5 separate regions of the Sus scrofa genome follow, and regions 1, 2, 3 and 5 are each linked to region 4. Evidence: chromatin contacts called from public Hi-C and HiChIP or PLAC-seq data. All regions are on one chromosome and are shown on one strand. Each heading gives the region's core, a stretch centred on a gene start, on an enhancer-like site or on the middle of the called end of the contact. The rest is flanking DNA. Distances are from core to core; before and after follow the strand shown.

Region 1 (2,710 bases), core at 100-2,599, 470 kb before region 4:
ATGAAGGCTCAAAAAATTAGTAATTTGCCTAAAATTCAGAAGGCTAGAAAAGAGTCTAACCAGAAACCCAGGTGTGACTGAAAATACCATAGCTGTTATTACCATATATAATTAATATTTAATTAATAAATGTATGGTTGCTAAAATTACATACCTTAGTGGAGAAAAACAACAACTGGGATTTGGGGTTAAAAAGCCCAAGCTCAAAAACCTATTGGTTATATAATCTTAAGATGTGTACCTTTCTGATACTTCCTCTGCTGAAAATTGAAGATGGTCATATCCATCTTAAAGATTAAGATGTGAAAGTTTCTGAAAGTGTAAAGCATTAATAAATGTATGACATTATCATTACTTCCTAAATTACAACACTTCACTAAGTTGTTCAAGCTGGAAATATCTGTTCTCTAAAGTCTCAAAAGCAAACCTGATCCTGAGGATTCTGACTCTTCAACGCAGAGGTGGGGAGACAGTATGTAATGGTTATGACCACAAACTTCAGAATCAGACTGATAACGGGTCTATACTTCAGCTCCATCACCACCTAGCTGTGTGATCTTTGGCACGATACAACCTTCAGATCTGGGATCTTTATCTTGTAGGAAGTACAAAATAAGAGTTCCTATCTGGTATCCTTATTGATAGGATTAAGTAAGCTAATGCATGTAAGCGCTTCGCAGGGTGTTTGGCTTTAGACGTATTCAACTTTATTGTAGGACTCAGTTATTAATAACTTCACGAGTTGTTAGTGGCCATGGAAAGTGGGGCATGGAACACAACGGAAACTACAAATGCCTTAGGAAACCCAGTTCCTGAGCCCCGGGAGTGCAGCCCAAGAGGGTCAAGTCCTGGGATTGCACTGGTAACACGCTCTTAGCTGGAGATGGAGGTCTGGAGGGGCAACGTCCGGCAAGGCTAGGAGGAGAAAATTTCAAAGAATTTTTTCTTTCCCTCGCCCTGGGAAAGAAAAAGGAGCAAGGGACTGGTCAAGGAGGGTCCCCAGAGCGCCTGCGGCCCGCCACGGCTTCCCCCGGCCCCAGCTGGGTGGCTGAGCAGTCCACTCACAGCTCCAAGTTCTGAGGCACCGCCTTCCGTGTGTATCTGGAGATCATCCTCCTCTTCCTCCTCAGCCGCGGCCGGGGCGGCCAAGCCAGGGTGGGGGCCTCCGGGCCTGGCCCTCCCGCCAGCTCCGGCTCGGCCCCCTCCCGCCACCTTCCGGCCCCGTCACGCCCCGTCTCCTAGACTCCGGACCGCCACCACCCCAGGATCCCCACCTCTCCAGTCCTCTCCCCTCCCTGTTTCCCCGTGGGGGCGGAAGTGACGAACGCACAGGTGCAGCCGCCTAATACTCCCGCCGACACCTAGCAAAGGCGACGCTGGGAGTTCCGGAGCTGAGCCGGTTTCTGACTTAAGTTTCCGCTGGCTTCAGGTCCTAGACAAGCGTGTGGATCCAGTCAGAGCCGGGCTTTGGCTGCTGCTGGCAGCCCACGAGGTAGGAGAGAAGGCTGAGGAAAGGTGCCGCAGCAGGGACGTGAGGAAGAGGCCCAGGCTTTAGAACTGGAAGCGAAATTGGCTTCATTTTGTTGGATGAAGAAGGGACCCTTGTTTTGAGTAAAGAGCGCTAGAACCTAGTCCGGCCTCAGCTGCTTGGTTGCTTCTCCTGCCGTGCTCCCGGTTTCCTCATATGTACAGTGTGGAGTCAGTCTGAGTGATCTCAAAGTCCCTTCTAGCCTGACACTAAATTCTTCATAATAAGGTGTGCTTGGCATTCTGGGGTGGGTGAGTATTTATTATCTGTCAATCTGGACTGTAGTGAGTGTCTGGATAGAAGATGCAAGTTCCTCTCGACTTAGTTTTATTAGTTCCTTGGAAAACCAAATAAGCCTGAAAATCGAATCACAGCCTTAAAGTGGACCATCCAGTGCAATATCTTTCTTTAACAAGCCTCACCTGGCAGCAATAGTAAGCTAGTACTTTTGTCTGTAAGGGAAATCCTTAGAAAACAGTTATTTATACCCTCTGAGACCTGAAAAGGGGCGGAGGGCGGTGGTTTGGGACGGGTTGTTGTAGGATCAAGAGCCATGGGCAGATTATTTTGGGGTGAAATGATAGGATATAAATGTTTTGTAGTTTTGAATTCACCCATGATGTACAAGGGGAAAGATTTAAATTCTGCAGAGTAAGGGAGATTACTCTTAAGAGTGTTTAAACAATAAAAATTCAGGGAAGAAGTTCCCTGGTGGCTCAGGAGGTTAAATACAGCTGTGTCATGGGTTCAGTCACTGGCCTGAGAACTTATGCATGCTACAGGCATGGCAGGAAAGAAAGGAAGAACGAACGAACGAAAAGAAAGAAAGAAAGAAAGTAAAGAGAGAGAAAGAGAGGGAGAAGAGGATGAAGGGAGGAAAGTAGAGACGGATTTTAGAAATGATAAAATAACATTCTCATTCTACAATTAGGGGGAAGCCCCAGAAAGAGAAAATGAAATGCCCAGAATGACACAACTAGGACCAGTGGCAGAACTGGAATTTTTGTCAATATTTCAAGAGATGTTATTGCATTGTTTCTGACCGTGTGTTACATGCACCACTATTAGTGCAAAGGCAAACATTTTTTATTTCATTTTTACACGCTTATTAACTTGGGAATGCAGTACTAGATTTCCATTTACTGTATTGTATCAAAAGTTGCTTTCATATAATTGTAAGTA
Region 2 (2,724 bases), core at 158-2,657, 330 kb after region 4:
TCCTTGCCCTTCCCTCTGGAATGAAGATTGCTTACAGGGAAGGGGTGGTGGGGGGTGTTCCAATTACAAAAAAGAACACTAAATGCAATATAACTCTAACTAAAAAGTAACCGTTAGTAAAAGAAAGCAATTAAGCAAGGACTAGATCCTTTGTGAAAAGCTAGTTAAGAGTAAGTGTGTGGGCCAAGGCAGGGCATGACATCATGAAGACTATTTTAACTAGTTTTTATCTATAATAATATTTCCTAATCATTGACTCTTTTTTTTCTCTTTTGTCATTTTAGGGCCATACCCACAGCATGTGGAGGTTCCCAGGCTAGGGATCGAATAGGTGCTGTAGGCCTACACCACAGCCACAACAACGTGCGATCCGAGCCATGTCTGCGACCACAGCTCACAGCAACGCCAGATTTTTAACCCACTGAACGGGGTCAGGGGTTGAACCCATGTCCTCATGGATACTAGCTGGGTTCTTTAACCACTGAGCCATGATGGGAACTCCCTTAATCATTAACTCTTGTGTTAGCCTTTTAAGACCAAGGCTAAAGGAAAAGTCTTTTCCTTCAAAACACAAGGACTTAAGATTTTTTTTTTTTTTTTTTCTTTTTGCCATTTCTTGGGCCACTCCCATGGCATATGGAGGTTCCCAGGCTAGGGGTCGAATCGGAGCTGTAGCTGCTGGCCTACACCACAGCCACAGCAATGCAGGATCCAAGCTGCGTCTGCGACACACATCACAGCTCAAGGCAACGCCAGATCCTTAACCCACGGAGCAAGGCCAGGGATCAAACCCGCAACCTCATGGTTCCTAGTTGGATTCGTTAACCACTGAGCCACAACGGGAACTCCAAGGACTCAAGATCTTATACAGGGTTTCAAAACCAGGACCCTACCCCAAGGCTGCACCATTTTTTCCTTGACTAATCCTCCCCAGTTTCTTCATTCCCTCCCTTAAGATCTTTAATGACTGAGACCTGTTCAAGGGCCAGCATTGCAGCCAGGCTTAGATCACAAATTGGCTTAAGCCAAAATGGATTCTTAGGAGTTCCCATTGTGGCTCAGTGGTAATAATCCCAACTACTATCCATGAGAATTCGGGTTCCATCAATCCCTGGCCTCGCTCAGTGGGTTAAGGATCCAGCGTTGCCGTGAGCTGTGGTGCATTTGCTTTTCCTTCTGCCTGGACCACCTTTCTTCCAGGTGACTTAACACCTGGAATACCTATTCTCTCTTTCTTGAATTCAGATTTCTATTAAAATAACCGCTTCTGGGAGAAGATTTATCTGATCAGGCTATTTTGCACCTTCCACTCTCAATCTCTTTATTTCTTTATATTGTCTTTTTTTTTCTTCATAGCATTTATCACGCTTGGACTCTATCTCTTTATTGGATGTCTCCCCACCCGGCTACACACACTGGAAGGTAAGCTCCCTGAGGGCAAGGGCTTTGTTTTTTCACCGCTGCCTTGTACTTAGCATGGCAAATAGCGGGTATTCAATAAATATCCGCTGAATGAATAAATAAATAAGCCACCTTCATCTCAAATACACAGAGTTACTACCAAGAACATGCAAAAATACAATACTTGAAGACCTCTGAATACGACTCCTTTGGGCTCCAGGAATGTGGTTGTGCACACTTAGCGCTTCTGCTACACGTCCCCCTCTTAGAAGACATACGGTAGCACTTCCTCCTTCGCTCAAAATCTCGCACTAATCTCGGAAAAGGAGGGGGCAGAGGGTTACGTCACCATCCTGCGACAGCCTGCCCCGAGACGCGCCAGCAGCTGGCTCAGCCTTTCGCTCCCCGGCCTCCCCCTCCCTGGTTCCGCGCTCTGGTTCCGCCATGGAATCTAACAAGGATGAAGCCGAGCGCTGTATTAGCATCGCCCTCAAGGCCATCCAGAGCAACCAGCATGACAGGGCGCTCCGCTTCCTGGAGAAGGCGCAGCGGCTGTACCCGACCCCGCGAGTTCGCGGTGAGTGTGAGGTGCCGGAGACACAGAGGGGACATTAGAACTGATGGGGGGAATATGGGAACGGACCGACGGGATCAGTTGGAGGAGGGGGAGGGGTGGCGAGGCGCGGCTACGCCTGCGTACTGAGACGCGCGGTGGCCGCTGGGAGGTGTAGTGTTCGGCTCTCCCACTTCTCTGGGATGCTGGACACCTAATGAGAGGGGCCACAGCGACGTCAGCTTTCCTGGGGCTTGCGGACCCCTCTGAGATTTGGAGTTCCCAAGAATGAGAGGCGCTGGCAGGTGGGACGAAAGGAACTTACCTGGAAGCGAAATTGAACTACTTTTCCCAAGGGGCCATTCGGTGGCTGGGAGCCAGTTGCCGGTTTGGGAAATATTATAGTTTAGGAAAATAAACAACTCCTCTGACGGAGAGAATAGGTTCTAGAGAGGGAAAGAGGACTTCCGACCTTCGATCGGCCTGAAAAAGCGTCTCCATATTTTCTCACCCGGGGAGGGCCAGGGATCACCCTCCCCAAACGAGAGCCTACCTTCTTCCCATTCCACACAGTCTGCCCTGTGACTGTGGCTGAAAATGCGGCCTCTGTACACCTGCACCAGTTAAGTCTTGGAGACAGGAGACAGAGTTTTGAGGAAGAGAAAGAACAGCTTTATTGCTTTGCCAGGCAAAGGAGGACACAGCAGCCTAATGCCTCAGAACTATCTCCTGACCTGAGAGGGGATGGCAAGGGATTTTATGGCTTTAGC
Region 3 (2,700 bases), core at 36-2,535, 400 kb before region 4:
ATTCTCATTCTTCTGCATGCAATCTGTTGCACTATCACAGGACATGTAGTCTCTGGAAAATTCCATTGTTTTTCGATTCAGTATGAAATAATTTTGCCCTGTGAACCTGGAGACCGCACTTTAAGAACTGCTGATTAGTGGGTCACTATATCACTATATTATGTTCCCTAGGGTTCTGAAAAGTACCCCCTCTTTGACTATTGCTGTATCTGTAATAATCAACCCCAACTCCTAGATAAGAGTTAAATGTTAACTATTGCTATGCTTTTTAGCATTCATGGAAAACTTTAGAAAAAACAATTTTTAATGATTACCAAGTCTGAGACAAGTCTTCTCTTTCACGGACACTTTCGCTTTCTTCCCTTTCTCCTTCATTGTCTGCTGCCTGATACTAAAGCTTTCTTTTAGGACGATAATGACTAAGACAAAGGTTGGACTATGACCAAACACAACACTGGATTCCTCACATGCTATAACACAATCTAATATTTACCAAACCCTTTCTGTGTGCTAGGCATGTGCTAAATGCTTTACGCACATTATTTAATTCTCATAACAATCCTAAGAGTTACCTAACGTCATTCGCATTTTGCAAAAGAGGAAGCTGAGATACAGAGAAGTTAATGCCCAGAGTTTTACGAGACTGAGCTGGGAAGTGAACCCAGAAAATTTCCAGAGCGTGCAGTGCACTATCTAGTGATAAAGTATAAAGATAAGCGATAGAGCGAGGTACATATGAGTGTAGGTGAAGGAAGGAGGTTCGTAAAGTAAAAAGCCTCAGGACCAAGACAGCTGAGATACCAAGACATGAGGTACGGTGTTATTTTCCACCCGATTCTTCTTTTCTGCCTTATTTTCTACTCCCATGTTCTTATTCTTATATTTAATATAGTTCCCTGCTGGGAGTTCCGACGTCCCAGCCTGAGGCTGATGGCGTAACCCAGGCGCTAAACAACCTGTTGAAAGGAGTGGGGCAAATCCGGAGTAACCACGGTAACAAGGGCGTGGCGAGGACCCTGCGCAGGCGCGCTACACCACACGCCCGCCCGCCGGCCCCTCCCCTCGGCTCCGGACTTCACCAGCTGGTGGGGAGTCTGGGGCGTGGGACGTGGGCAAAGGGTGGGGGCGAGGGCCTGGGCTGGGCGCCTGCGCAAACGCCTGGGCGCTGGTGTGATCGAGCTCACGTAGCGAGGGTTGCAGTTGCCTCCTCCCTAGCGCTGCCGTCGCGGCCTAGAGGTTATAAAAGGGCTAACTGGCTCCCTCTGCTGCCCAGTCAAGCCACCAGCGGGCTTAGAGAAGGGAGCCGGCTTGACTGAAGGCGGTCGAGGACTGGAGAACGCGCAGCCCTCCCCTGCCACTTCTCAGGTGAGACGCTTCTCCGACCTTGGAGAATGAGGATGAAGTCCTTGGGTAGTCGTTGGCTACTGAGGCTGAAGTTCTTGGGCAGCCGCGGCCCTTCTCGGATGGCTCTGGGGGGTCTGGTCCCTGCCCTCTCTGGTGGGATGGCTCGGGGGCAGGGGTTCCCTGGTTTACTACCGCAGTACCTTCTCCTCTGTACCTTCCCCAGGTCCAGCGCCCCGCGCCTCCTGGTTGTCCCAGAGGCCCTTCCGCCCTCCTCGGTGCTCCCCTTCCCACCTCCTCCCAGATTGGCGTCCCCGACTGTTGGGGCTGCGGCAGCCTCTGTCTCCGCCCCGGGAACCAGTACTTTCTTGAATATTCCTTCCCGAGGAGGGGTAACCCTGTTGATTTTCCCGAGCTCCACTCTTACCTGGTCCTCGCTTGCAAAGCTGACGGGTACGCGACGGTTTTCGGCCTCCAAATCAGCAGATGGTTAGCATGTGGCAGTGGAGAACTGATTTTAAAGCTTAGAGCTCACGCCGAAGCACTCGGGCGTTTTTACCCCGCGGAAGAGTTGTCGGGTCTAGGAAGCGGACATACCCGGGGAAGTTCAGGCTCATCTGTTGCGCGCAGCGGTGCAGCCCGAGCAGTTAGACGTAGCCCCGGGCGGCGAGTTTCGGGCGGCTGGGTAGGGAAGTCGGCTGTCAGATTCTCAGTCAACCGGGAAGCTAGTCTTCTTCCTTCCTTCTGCCACATAAAAATTTTAAAGGTACATGAGCTTCTCTCCCTCCCCACCCCCCTCTGCTCTTTCACAGCAGAATCTGATGCTTTTAAAAGTCCATCAGGAAATCGAATTCTGTGTTTGTGCGAGAACTTTGAGTTAAGCGAATGGCCCCCAGATGTATGTTTTAAGGGGGAGGAAGAGTGGTATCATAAGTATGAGACTATTTCTCCTCAGTCATCGAATGTATTAAATACAGTTCAGTTTTTAGACACTAACGTCTTTGGCGTTCCGACAGAGTGGAGAAGATTCTTGGAATTTTGCACTGTTTGCTTTAAGGGACGAAGAACCTAGATTTCCTTTTAGGAATTGATCTAAAAGGCCAACGAGGCTTGCCAGTTTCAACTTAACTGTTTCTTGTTTCTCTAAGAGCTGTGGCTCTTGGACTTTCCCTTGGAATGCACTCTGAAGGGATGAAATAGTCACTTCTGAGTGGGGGAAGGGAAAGACGTGGCAGCAGTGTTCTTTCATCAACTTTAGGCTCTTTTTTTTTTGATACAGGTTTTGGGAAGAAAGTATTTCCCCTTTTAGATTTAGATGTAGCTTATGAATGAGGCTAGTCTTTATCTAAAATAATAAGA
Region 4 (2,700 bases), core at 109-2,608:
AGCTTCCCTTCAAGAGCTGTGAGAACAAGACAGGTGGATGTTATCTGTTGAGGGCTGAAGGTACTAGTATCTGCTATTAGGCTGTCTGCAGTGATTCTCTTATTGCCACACTATACACCCTCGCCCTAGGAAATAAAACCTACAGTCTTTCTCTTGGAGTCGGCCAGAGACCAACAATACGGGTCTAGAAAGTCCAAAGGAAGAGAACCTGCTGACTTGTTAGGTCAAGAACTCCATGCCAAGTTGATCTCTTGCAACTGAAAAAGAAATACACACACACACACACACCCAAAGAAGATTGTTCAAATAGAAACTCCCGTGCGTTGCCAGCCAATGAAATCCAGCAATAACTGGTTAATACAACCACCAAATCCCTGCCTCTGTGAACAACTTGTCATACTCACTTTCCCCTCTGCCTGCTGCCCACCCCTCCTTCTTCAGGCACGCGTTAACAAGCTTATAAATCAGCCCTCCAAAAGGACCACGAGGACCTTTAAGGACCTGAGAGGGATGAAGCTTGCCTCCTGAGCAATGCAGCATCCATCGCAAGCGTGCTGTTCCCCAAGCCCACTAGCAGGAAGTCACAGAGGGGGATAAAGTTTGATTTTCCGTCTTGTCCATTCTCCAAGGGCTGAGAAAGAACGAGGGAGCGGCCCCGCTGGGTCCTGGGTTGCCCTCCGGGGAACGGTTCCCAGTAGCATGGCACTGCCACTCTCCTGACACATACACAAGGCAGCCGCGGCAACTCAGGGCACCCCAACCCGCCTGGAGGAGGAGAGAAGGGGGACAACTTTGCACGGGGCTCAGTTCGGGAGCAATGGGGCAAAGCTGTTAAGGAAAAAGGAGGGAGGGACCGACATCGGGGGCGGGTCAGGGAGAGGTTCAAGTCCCGTCCCTTCCCCGCCCTGGTGTCCCCGGTCCTGCGGGAACATCCCCGCCGTCGCCCCTCCTCCTCCTCCTCTAGGCTTCCTCCGCCCTCCCCTTTTTCCCGGTTGCCGCCGCAGGAGCCTGAAGGGCACAGCGGCTCCTTGGTGCCCGGCAACCTCGGGAGCGGCCGCGAGTTGAGGTAACTCGCCCGCTGCCCCGGCGGCCTGCCTGCCGGCGGCTCCCACACACCAGCGCCGCCCCGCCCTCCCCAGAGCCGCGGGGCGCGCTCGCTCACCGTCCGGTGGTGCTGCTGCTGCTGCCGGTGGCGGCTGACGCCCAGCGCGGGGAAGCAGCCGGCAGTCAGCGCTCCGCAGCCGCCGGCTCCCCCGCCGCCACCCCGGGAGGAGAGGAGCAGCAGGAGCGATCTACCTGCGGCGGCCGCCATCTCTCAACTGGAAACGGCGCCGGCCCAGGCAGCGCAGCGGACGGCCGGGGCGGAGCTAGGACCCGCCACTCACCCATGCCGGGCCAACTGGCGCCCTTGACTGAGTTGACGAGGCGGGGCTTCTTGCAAGGCCCAATCGACCGGCGGGAGAACCACACTAGAGATTGCCTGTCACTTCCAGAGTTACCTATTGTGGGATAGTCAATTACGGGCAAATACAAGGGAGCCGGTAATTGGCATCCGAGCCCCTCAGAATAGCAGCGATAGGGATGGCATGTTCGATTCGGCTAATCTTCACCAAGGATACAGTTATGAAAAGGGTAACCGAGGAAATGGATGTTTTTGCAAAGCTTTGTACTTCGTGAGTGTTTTAAGTTGGCAAAATAGGCACCAAATTAGTAATCATTAGCTAGATGTGCTGGAACTTCAAGGACACACCCAGAATTATCACTCATAACTGGTATTTGGATACGCTGAAATTAACCCCACCTCATGGGGTGATCTAATGACTGTAATATGTAGCATAGTACGGAGGAGAAGAATGATTGATACCAAAGTCCCAGGATAAGTACATATTATCAGAGTGAATTAATAGAACTGTATGCATTTCAGATACTCATTCCACTTTTACAGCACCTTTATACTGATATTCTTACACTCTCCAGAAGCAACCTTCTATTTTCTTACCACTTATTAAACTATAGAAACAACATGGTGGTAATGTAATAAAAACCACGTAAAGGTTATTTTAATAAATTTTCATAATTTAGAATAACTCTTTCTCCTGAAAAATACTTCTTTCCACAGAAACAAGCTCATAATGATAGCTTACTTAAGACTATGAAAGAAAGGAGATTTGAGGTTCTTGAATTTCCCTAGAAGAGAATGTCCTTGCTGCTTATTATTATAAACTACTTAAGGCTCACACCTGATTTTAAAATCAGACTCAGGAAAACAGTTTGGTAAGCATATAAAAGTCCTAAATTTGGGGAAACATCTTTTTAGAGCAGCCTAAGGAGAAAAAGTTGAAACAAACACAATACACACACATAATTTTATTGTGCCACTTATTCTCATAGTATTCTTTAAATTTGGACTGAAATGGTACTTTTTTGGCCAACAGTAGTTAAATAATGACGTCAAGCTTGTGGTTTGTTTAATCCTTCCACCCCACCCCAGAACAGTAAGATGATTGGCTTCTCCAGGTGAGACACTCATACCACACTCACCCAAAAGGCATTTATTGCTCAACAGTGGAACTTGAGAGCTCAGGGATGAGATAAGCCCCCCATTCAACAGCTGCACACACTAATCCCCCTAGCTGGAAATCTGTGACATTCCTGGAGCAACTTTGCTCACAATCATTTTCCACCCATCTATATTTATCC
Region 5 (2,700 bases), core at 162-2,661, 310 kb after region 4:
GTTCTGCTTGCTGTGATTTAATTATGACTTTGTGATTCAGAGACGTGGAAGCAAATCTGAGTGAGCCAACTCTCAGGACCAGCTGTCAAGCTCTTGGCTTGTAATCTGCTGTCATCCTACTTGTCCCAAGTGTCCCCAGCTGGACAGCTCACCAGCTGGTTTAGTTTATTTCCTCCACTGCTTTGATTCACACCCTGGGGGCCTATCTGAAGATCTTGAACTGTGAAAGGGCACCCCAGCTAGGCTCTTTGTTGGCTGGTAACACCCCAGTGGTTTGAGTTACAATAACTGAGCAGCCCTGGTTTTTCCTCCTATAGTACAGATGGTGTCAGAGCCCCCCTGTGTGTGAGATGGAACATAATCTGTAACTGTTCTGTCAAGAGATGGCATTTGTAATGAGGCATTCCTGCCAGTGGCTTCCAGAAGTCCCCACTCTGCAATTACTTAATACCACTTTAATGAGCTTTTCACTAAAAAATTCCAAGAGCTCTCCCTGATACTCTTGGATACTATTTAGTTAATGGTTTAGTTAGAGGGAAGGGTCTATCTTCATGGGGAAAAGGATGGGCACTTGCAATATCCAGAGGTGTTGGCAATAAGCTCTGTGCCCTGAGAGAATGGCACTGGGAAAGAGAAAAAGAGGGGTAGTTATCAGTTGTAATAAAAGTGTGAGATTGCTGTGAAATGCAGAAAAAAGAATAGTTACCATAAAGCATCTGTGTTTATCTAACACAAAACAGGTTTTGAGCCACTTCTCAGGACATTGTTCTGTGGCCCCGAGGGTAATTCATTAGATGATCACAGTTTGAGTGCATCCGGTATCTTCTGATGTGATTCCCTTTTCACTGAGCAATCTTCTGAGATGAACTGAGTTTCCTTAGTAGATTTTCCTACTGAGAAGTATAATGACCAGCTGTCATCATGTTAGTTCTCGTAGCAGTTACTATTTTCCTTGTAAATTGGCCTTCTGGTTTCTCTTCCTTCCCCGGGCAGTTTGGTTATTAGCAGGAATCAGTTCTTCATGAGCCAGCTGAATCAAGTATCTAGCGCTGCGAGGCTTTTTCTAAAACCTAGAACTTCCTCAGTCTTTGTAGAGGCCCCATCTCCCCTGTCAGCACTTAACCACATCTTGTGCACATCCACACAATAATATATTCTGCTTAAGTCTTTTGGTTCCAAAGGATCTTGATTCCCCTTTCACGGTAACTCACATCCCAGGAGGAAGGTTGATATGAACAGTAACCTGAAGCTACAGGATGGGGAATCCAGCTCTTCCTACCTTTCTGAGCAGCCGAGTTTCCCTCCAGCCAAGGCTGTGAACACTAAGACACAGCCCAGCTTGTGACCTCTTTATCTTTCCTCTACCCTTCACTGCAAAAGACCTCAGCTGTTTCTGCATACCTCCACCCCATTCCTCACCCTCAGATTCTAGAAGAATCGCATAAACAATTCTTTGCTCTACTAAGCCACCTCAGCAGTTATCTTGCGTCATCTCCTCATTTGTAGATGAGAAAATTAAATCTAAAGAGAGCAGGCACCTCCTCCATCAGGGTCACACAGCAAGTTGGTGGAGGCAGAACTAGAGCTCAAGTCTTGTGACAGTGAGCACAGTTTGCCTGCTGTGTCACCATGCTCTGCATTGCTCTGGCATTTGTATCAGCTGACCTTGGGGACATGGTGGTGAATACATGGAGGCAATAGAGAAAGTGAAAGATCAAATGCAGAAAAAAATAACAAGGAAGAACTGAAATTATAGGAATGAAATAAGCAAAGAAGGCACACTGACTTTAAGTTCACGTTGCTTCTGGAAGACTCTGACCTGAGGTTTATAGAGAACACTTTGTTGCTAGTTGATTCATAAATAGAAATTCGGAGTTCCCTTCATGGCTCAGTGGTTAACGGATCCAACTAGGAACCATGAGGTTTCGGGTTTGATCCCTGGCCTTGCTCAGTGGGTCAAGGATCCCGAGTTGCTGTGGCTGTGGCCTAGGCTGGCAGCTGCAGCTCCAATTGGACCCCTAGCCTGGGAACCTCCATATGCCGAAGGTGTGGCCCTAGAACAGACCAAAAAAAAAAAAAAATAGAAATTCATCCTTTTCTTTCCTCTGTGGTTTACCTGACTTAAGAGTGTGTCTGGGAGTTCCCATTGTGGTGTAGCGGAAAGGAATCCGACTAGTATTCATGAGGATGAAGGTTCGATCCCTGGCCCTGCTCAGTGGATCAGGGATCTGGTGTTGCCATGAGCCGTTAGTGTAGGTCGCAGATGGGCCTCTGATTCCACGTTGCTCTAGCTGTGGTATAGACTGGCAGCTGTAGCTCTGATTTGACCTCTAGCCTGGGAATTTCCATATGCCTCAAGTGTGGCCCTAAAAAGCAAAAAAAAAAAAGAGAGAGAGAGTGTGTGCCTCTAAGCCGTAACATAATGTATAGATGTAGTTGGGTCAGGCTTGAGGATAAATGGCAGAGAAGGCAGAGGAAATTGCCTCGTCCTTCCTGGTTTGTTTTTTTGTGAAAACCTAATTCTCACATAATTGCTAGTGTTTAACAGTAAATGTCAGAGAAAGAGAAAATGGCAGGAGAAGAGATTTTCTGCTCAGGTTTAGGAGAAAAAAAAAAAAAAAGGCTGTATACTGATCTAGTGGGATGGGGGCCACTGCTTCTCCCAACGGGCGGAGTTGGAAAAGACAAAATAGCGATGAA

What was found. Hi-C and Micro-C count contacts between places; a contact is called where the count stands out from the background. HiChIP or PLAC-seq counts read pairs in DNA pulled down with a chosen protein or histone mark.
Region 1: a contact with region 4 is called in an H3K27ac HiChIP or PLAC-seq map of alveolar macrophages. The contact joins the promoter of ECD here to the promoter of MCU in region 4. A contact is called at or near these places in 1 of 47 Hi-C or Micro-C datasets (heart right ventricle) and 1 of 2 datasets of contacts at active chromatin or transcription factors (alveolar macrophages).
Region 2: a Hi-C map of liver shows a contact between it and region 4, with 4 times the contacts expected there. The contact joins the promoter of DNAJB12 here to the promoter of MCU in region 4. A contact is called at or near these places in 3 of 5 promoter capture datasets (fetal liver, fetal skeletal muscle and liver), 9 of 47 Hi-C or Micro-C datasets (embryonic fibroblasts, fetal heart ventricle, fetal skeletal muscle and 4 more) and 2 of 2 datasets of contacts at active chromatin or transcription factors (alveolar macrophages and skeletal muscle).
Region 3: an H3K27ac HiChIP or PLAC-seq map of alveolar macrophages shows a contact between it and region 4. The contact joins the promoter of P4HA1 here to the promoter of MCU in region 4. A contact is called at or near these places in 1 of 5 promoter capture datasets (fetal liver), 1 of 47 Hi-C or Micro-C datasets (heart right ventricle) and 2 of 2 datasets of contacts at active chromatin or transcription factors (alveolar macrophages and skeletal muscle).
Region 5: an H3K27ac HiChIP or PLAC-seq map of alveolar macrophages shows a contact between it and region 4. The contact joins the enhancer-like site here to the promoter of MCU in region 4. A contact is called at or near these places in 7 of 47 Hi-C or Micro-C datasets (embryonic fibroblasts, fetal skeletal muscle, liver and 2 more) and 2 of 2 datasets of contacts at active chromatin or transcription factors (alveolar macrophages and skeletal muscle).

Annotation. Positions count from the first base shown.
Region 1 is chr14:75,991,261-75,993,970 of Sscrofa11.1, reverse strand. ECD (protein ecdysoneless homolog) reads left to right here and starts at 1,349. Exons shown (of 13, transcript XM_005671096.3): 1 at 1,349-1,492. It overlaps FAM149B1 (protein FAM149B1), which reads right to left and starts at 1,314. Exons shown (of 13, transcript XM_013983338.2): 1 at 1,066-1,314. The coding sequence starts at 1,112.
Region 2 is chr14:75,188,792-75,191,515 of Sscrofa11.1, reverse strand. DNAJB12 (dnaJ homolog subfamily B member 12) reads left to right here and starts at 1,407. Exons shown (of 9, transcript XM_013983329.1): 1 at 1,407-1,422; 2 at 1,553-1,978. The coding sequence starts at 1,846.
Region 3 is chr14:75,917,487-75,920,186 of Sscrofa11.1, reverse strand. P4HA1 (prolyl 4-hydroxylase subunit alpha 1) reads left to right here and starts at 1,285. Exons shown (of 15, transcript NM_001097435.1): 1 at 1,285-1,365. NUDT13 (nucleoside diphosphate-linked moiety X motif 13) reads right to left here and starts at 2,131. Exons shown (of 12, transcript XM_021074324.1): 1 at 1,769-2,131.
Region 4 is chr14:75,517,191-75,519,890 of Sscrofa11.1, reverse strand. MCU (calcium uniporter protein, mitochondrial) reads right to left here and starts at 1,358. Exons shown (of 8, transcript XM_001925826.6): 1 at 1,163-1,358. The coding sequence starts at 1,312.
Region 5 is chr14:75,211,617-75,214,316 of Sscrofa11.1, reverse strand. The region is part of intron 10 of MICU1 (mitochondrial calcium uptake 1); the gene reads left to right. Among named protein-coding and RNA genes, the nearest start is that of DNAJB12, 23 kb to the right of the region's middle. Within about 2 kb of position 1,411, at least 9 of the 83 cell types and tissues checked have an H3K27ac peak or open chromatin away from gene starts, as enhancers often do. A contact at or near this core is called in alveolar macrophages, where this site is marked.